Linked DNA regions of Mus musculus: region 1 is linked to region 2. A link is a contact called in public HiChIP or PLAC-seq data. All regions are on one chromosome and are shown on one strand. The core of a region is the stretch at or near the end of the contact, and the rest is flanking DNA. Distances in the headings are between cores, read along the strand shown.

Region 1 (2,807 bases), core at 125-2,624, 150 kb before region 2:
GGAATCGAAGCAGTTGAACTTGCAAGAGTAGACACTAGATGCCAGTGGATGGGGTAAATGGGAGATGTTGTTCAAAGGGTAGGAATTCGCAGTTAGACATGGGTACATCATAGAGAGCTGGAGTATAGATATTGTCACTGTAGTTAATAATAAGTGTTATATTCTTGAAATAGGTTTTAAGTGTTCACACACATATAGAACAGTATGTGTGGTGATAGGTAACTTCATTAGTTAATTGTTATTTAATTACTTAAAATTATATATATGTGTATATATATATGTATGTATATATATGTGTGTGTATATATATATATATATATATATATATATATATATATATATATCAAAACATTATCTCGTGCATGTTGGATAAGATAACTTTTATTTGCTACTTCTTTTTCACAAACCCACCTTGCACTTCATTTGTAAAGAGAAGTGAAGTCCCTAACCTGGAGGGTTACAGTAAGAATATCGTGTAGGCTTCAGTAAGCATTTGTCATTACTGATGCTGCTGTAAGCCAGTGCTCATGACTGGCTCCTCTCCCCTTCCTCTGCCAGATGTTCTCAGTGGCTCTCTGTTGATGCATGCAGCTGTGTTTCTGAGGGACACCATGGAATGTCCTTAACCCTCTGTCTTCAGGATCAGTGTTTATCCCACAGTAAAAGAAACAAATCACCATCAAGGTTGCTTTGTAGCAACATACAAACCCCCAAAGCTCACATAATGACTATGTGACACCATATGAATGGACACCATAGCCACCATGTAACGGCTGATGACAGATACTTTCTCCCCGTTTTAGTAACACTCTGCTGCTTTTCTGTCCCATCAGAGTTCCATGTCTTTGTATTATGTGTTTATTAGATCCTAGGCATGATGTATGCAGTACTGGTTGCCATCAAAATAGATTGTAGAGTTTAATGGGAAGTCTAGGAGTTGACATCCGTACCCTACATAAAACCAACCAACCAACCTTTTAACCTTGCTGATTAGCTATCATTGAGTAATAGATTTCCCACCTGGACCACCACTTATACTCTACTAATTCTAATCCAGATTCTGTAGCTCTGTTGTCTGTCTAAATCTGAATTCTTTTCTCTTGACTCCATCTGTTTTGTCAGAGCCTAGTGTAGAAGCGGTGGACTTTGAGCCTTACATGGACCCAGGCCAACAGTTCTTCTCCCCACATCCGGAGACCAGGCTTTGCCTTTTACAAGAAGGAAACTGCCTCTCTGTTCCCAAGACAAAGCTCCCTCGACTATAGTTGCTGCATGTTTGGCTCAGAGGTTTGCACAGTCTATGTGTATAGGCAGGCCATGGCCTTGCTGGGCCTGCTGGAAGATGGCTAGCTCTCGCTGGCTAATAGTTGACTCACTCACCGTGGGATGGAAGCTCTGGCCTGGACCAGACTCTGGTCAGTGTCTGTTGATCTCAGGGAACATTCCACAGCTGCTGATGTAACTCAAATGACTGGAGCCAACTCTTCTGGACCGGTTAGAGGGCTTGCCTGGACCAGTTAGATGACTGGCTGTCACTCAGTTTATCTGGGGGAATTCTGTGAAGTGAGTGTTACTTTCAGTTCCTCCATGGTAAGGGGAACTTCTCTCCTCTTATCTTCTTTTTGCAAAGTGTGTTTTTTATAAAACCAAAGTAGCATCTTTGGGACTGTGGTGGTGCCCCGATTCCCGATTGGGAAGCCTTGGGAAGAGGCTGCAGAAGGATCCAGAGTTCAAAACAGACTCAGCTACAGATGTTCCAGGCCAGGCCAGGTGACATGAAACGGTGTCTCAAGAACCCTCAAAATAAAATCATCAAAAATAGAGATGGAGTTTATAAACGATGTGGCTACTATTTCATTTGGTACCCTATTCAACATGATCCTCACAGTGCTTATAACTCCTTTTGCTTGAACTTTTTTTTTTTCTCCTGAGCTGGGGCTCAGACCAGAGCCTTGTGTACTAAGTAAAAAGTACTGTACCAGTGAGAGCTATCCCAAGACTGAAATATCTTTTTATTGAGAGATTCCTCATGAAATGCATACTGAGGCTTTTGTTTGTTTGCTTGTTTTTCTAAATGTGATTGCAGAACCAGATAATTTGTGAGACTGCCCATGGTATGAAAAGATTAGTTTTCCTAGTCTGGGTGTGGGCCAAGACCTATTGTTGTTTCTGATGCAAACCCAAGACCAAGGACTGCGGTTGCAAACTTACTTATATGACTGCCATGTTCCTAAAAAAGATTTTTAGAAACTTAAATTAAAAAAGCTTCAAGCAGCCCAGGCACAGTGGGCACACCTGTCACCCCAGTACCTGGAAAGTCAAAATCAGGAGTTCCAGGTCATCCTCTGCTAGGTACAAAATTCCAGAGAACCCTGGGCTAGCTACCTGAGACTGTTTTAAAACCTGCAACAAACAAACACAAACAAACAAACAAACAAAAAACTCTCACATAAAAATTAGACCAATAGAATTAGGAAAACAGGCCACTAGATACCAACATACATTTTGTTACTAATTTTAAAACTATCCCTTAGATGCACAGAAGTACTTATCAGATAACTGCAGCTTAGGGGTCGCCCGAGTTTACTAGGAAGCCATCTGTTTATGGGACAAACATGTATCTGCTGTCATCAGGAAGGTCACTGGGGTAGCTGTGACTCAGATCCACTAAGGGAAGGGACAGAAATAGGACTCCTATCTTTTGTATCTCTGGGATGGTGACCAGAGAGGTTTATGTTGTTGCTATGTAGGCCCTTTTTAAAAACTCCAAGCTGTAAATACTGAATTTTAGAAGCACATCGTCATGG
Region 2 (2,700 bases), core at 66-2,565:
ATGCCCTCTTCTGGCCATCACAGCCATGCACACACAAGAACACACGTGAGTGCACTCACACACACACACACACACACACACACACACACATACACACACACAAGACTTAATATTCTTAATTCATGGGTCAACCTGTTGTGTTTTATGAGAGAGAGAGAAAGAGAGAGAGAGAGAGAGAGAGAGAGAGAGAGAGAGAGAAAGAGAGAGAGAGAGAGAGTTTGGTGGAGGCACAGTATGGTGTCTGTGGAAGGGGGTGGCTCTGTGGGCCCATGCTGAGGCATCCCTTCCCCCTGAGGTACCAGCCACAGAAAGGTATAGTATAGAATAACTTTATGTGCCTCAGTACAGGGGAACGCCAGGGCCAAGAAATGGGAGGGGGGAGGGTATGGGGGACTTTTGGGATAGCATTGGAAATGTAAATGAAGAAAATACCTAATTAAAAAAAAAGAATAGAGTTTATTTAGGGCATGGGGAGGGGAGTTGAGACAGAGAAAGGCAGAGAAATGGGGGAGGGAGGAGAGGGGAGGGGAGGGGAGCGGAGGGGAGGGGAGTGGAGGGAAGGCAGGCCATGAGCACATGGAGAGGTGGGGGGAGAGGGGCAAGAGGAATGGGGAGAGAGGGGTAAGAGGGTAAGGGAACAAGAGCAAGAGGAGAAGAGAAGAAAGTGAGGAGGGGACAAGCAGTCCCTTTCATAGTGAATCAGGCACACATGGCCATTACCAGGGAACTGTGGGGTGGGGCCTAGACGAAATGCCAACACAACCAATTAACCTATTCTATTATGAGCGCTGTCCAGAGAAACAGTATTTTGATATGTGTCAAGACACTATTCATTCAGGGTATGTTAGTATACACCAAAAACCTTATCACTTGGGAGACTGAAAGAGGAGCAACTTGAGTTCATGGCTGGCCTTGACTCTACCAGGAAATCCTATCTCCAAAAGACAAGGGATTAAAAACAAGCAAACAAATAAACAAGTAGTATTTGCAATGCCTTTGTTAGTGGGTAGAGTCCAGTTCATTTCAGCCACTGCTGATAGATGATGTATTAGCAAAGACAAAGAATTTACTAGCCATTTGGTGCACTGAACTCGTTGTTGCTGACTGGCATTTGTTCATAAAGGTGTTAGCTACATCTTTTGCTTGAAAAAAAGCACCTGGCCTCTATGAAATTACCCTATCTCTGCCTTTGCTTTTGGTCTGTGTAGCATTTAGATGTGTCTTCCCGTCCTGAGACAAGGCTGTGTCCCTAAGTCTGCAATGTCCCCTATTACACTGAACTCTGTACGGCTGCGTAAGTAGGCCAGTTGTGAAACCAGACACATCTTTGGCCTAAACAAGGGAAGCAAGCTGGGTAGAATTTCATTCTGGTACAAACACTAGCCTGAGCCCTTCTAGCCCTGGCACACCAGCTGTGTCTCCTCTTTCCGAGGTTGTAACCATAAGCGGAAGTTTTGCAGGTGCCTGGGTTCCTCTTGCAGCCTTGCCTCATTAAGAAGGAGCTTCCAAGTACAGTAGTGCAAAGTTAAGAGTGTAAACGAGAGTGTAGCACGTTGATAGGATCATGCTTACTTGCATTCTATAATGTTTTTATTTAGGAAACAGTGAAAGCAAACCAAGTTTCACATTCTGAAATAGTGGGTGTGGAGGCCTCTTTGTTTGGTTTGTTTTTTTAATGTGTGTGACTGTTTGCCTATGTGTGTGTGTGTGTGTGTGTCTATCACATGTATGCCTGATGCCTGAGGAGGCCAGAAGAGTGCCGAATCCTTTGGAACTGAGGTGATGGAGGGTTGTGAACTGCCAAATGTATGTTGAGAACTGAGCTCTGGTCCTCTTCAAGATCACTGAGTACTCAGGACCACCGAAGCTTCTCTCGGGCCCCATACATGTTTCCTAATGAAAGTCTGTGATTTAAAATTCAAAGTTAATTGTTAGCTTTAAATATAGCAACCTTCATTTCATAATTACTGAGTCTTAGGAAGCAACTGAGAGTTCTCAGATGATAGCCAATATCTTCTCTATAAAGGAAGGTTGCTACACATACTTGTCCTGTGATATAGGCATCCTGTGGCATGAAAATGAATCATTGTGTCATCTTTCTTTGTTACAATAAAACTTCCCTAGGAACTCTAGCCAAATGAAGTGCTTATTGCTAGAAGTTGTCAAAGATACCAATAAACAGTTCTCCAGAGTTTCTATTTGTGAAATGTAGTAGTTGCTAGTATAGTTTTAAGTGTAGTTTTCTAATAGTAAATATCTGTTGCCTAATACAAAGAAAGTTTAGTGTTGCCACTGAGGTAGATGAGTGACAGTTTTCAGACATTATTATTATCTGAAAATAATCTTTGATGATTTAGGTATATACATTTTACATTATATATATGCATATATATATACACACATGTATATAATGCATATGTATATATACATATATATGCACATATATACACATTATTATACTTTTATATGACTTTCAAAAAATAAGATGTAGGAAGGCTGGGTGTGACTTACTTACTTACATAGGAGAGTGCTTCATAGCCTGTATGAAGCCTAGGTTTCCTCCTCCCACATTGCACAAAACGTGGTATGATGGTGTAATACCTGCAATCTCAGCACACAGGTGATGAAGACAGACAAATCTAAGACCTTGGCTACTTAGTACAGCTAGGCATGAAACACTGTCTTTAAAAAAAATGTCTA

What was found. HiChIP or PLAC-seq counts read pairs in DNA pulled down with a chosen protein or histone mark.
Region 1: an H3K27ac HiChIP or PLAC-seq map of microglia shows a contact between it and region 2, with 4 times the contacts expected there. The contact joins two enhancer-like sites. A contact is called at or near these places in 1 of 39 promoter capture datasets (the SN4741 cell line), 4 of 484 Hi-C or Micro-C datasets (bone marrow-derived macrophages, embryonic fibroblasts, epidermal suprabasal cells and 1 more) and 4 of 115 datasets of contacts at active chromatin or transcription factors (cardiomyocytes, embryonic basal ganglia, embryonic hindbrain and 1 more).

Annotation. Positions count from the first base shown.
Region 1 is chr16:85,147,463-85,150,269 of GRCm38.p6, reverse strand. The region is part of intron 1 of App (amyloid beta (A4) precursor protein); the gene reads left to right. Among named protein-coding and RNA genes, the nearest start is that of App, 25 kb to the left of the region's middle. Within about 2 kb of position 1,374, at least 156 of the 459 cell types and tissues checked have an H3K27ac peak or open chromatin away from gene starts, as enhancers often do. A contact at or near this core is called in liver and microglia, where this site is marked.
Region 2 is chr16:84,999,161-85,001,860 of GRCm38.p6, reverse strand. The region is part of intron 13 of App (amyloid beta (A4) precursor protein); the gene reads left to right. Among named protein-coding and RNA genes, the nearest start is that of Gm10791, 28 kb to the right of the region's middle. Within about 2 kb of position 1,315, at least 29 of the 459 cell types and tissues checked have an H3K27ac peak or open chromatin away from gene starts, as enhancers often do. A contact at or near this core is called in liver and microglia, where this site is marked.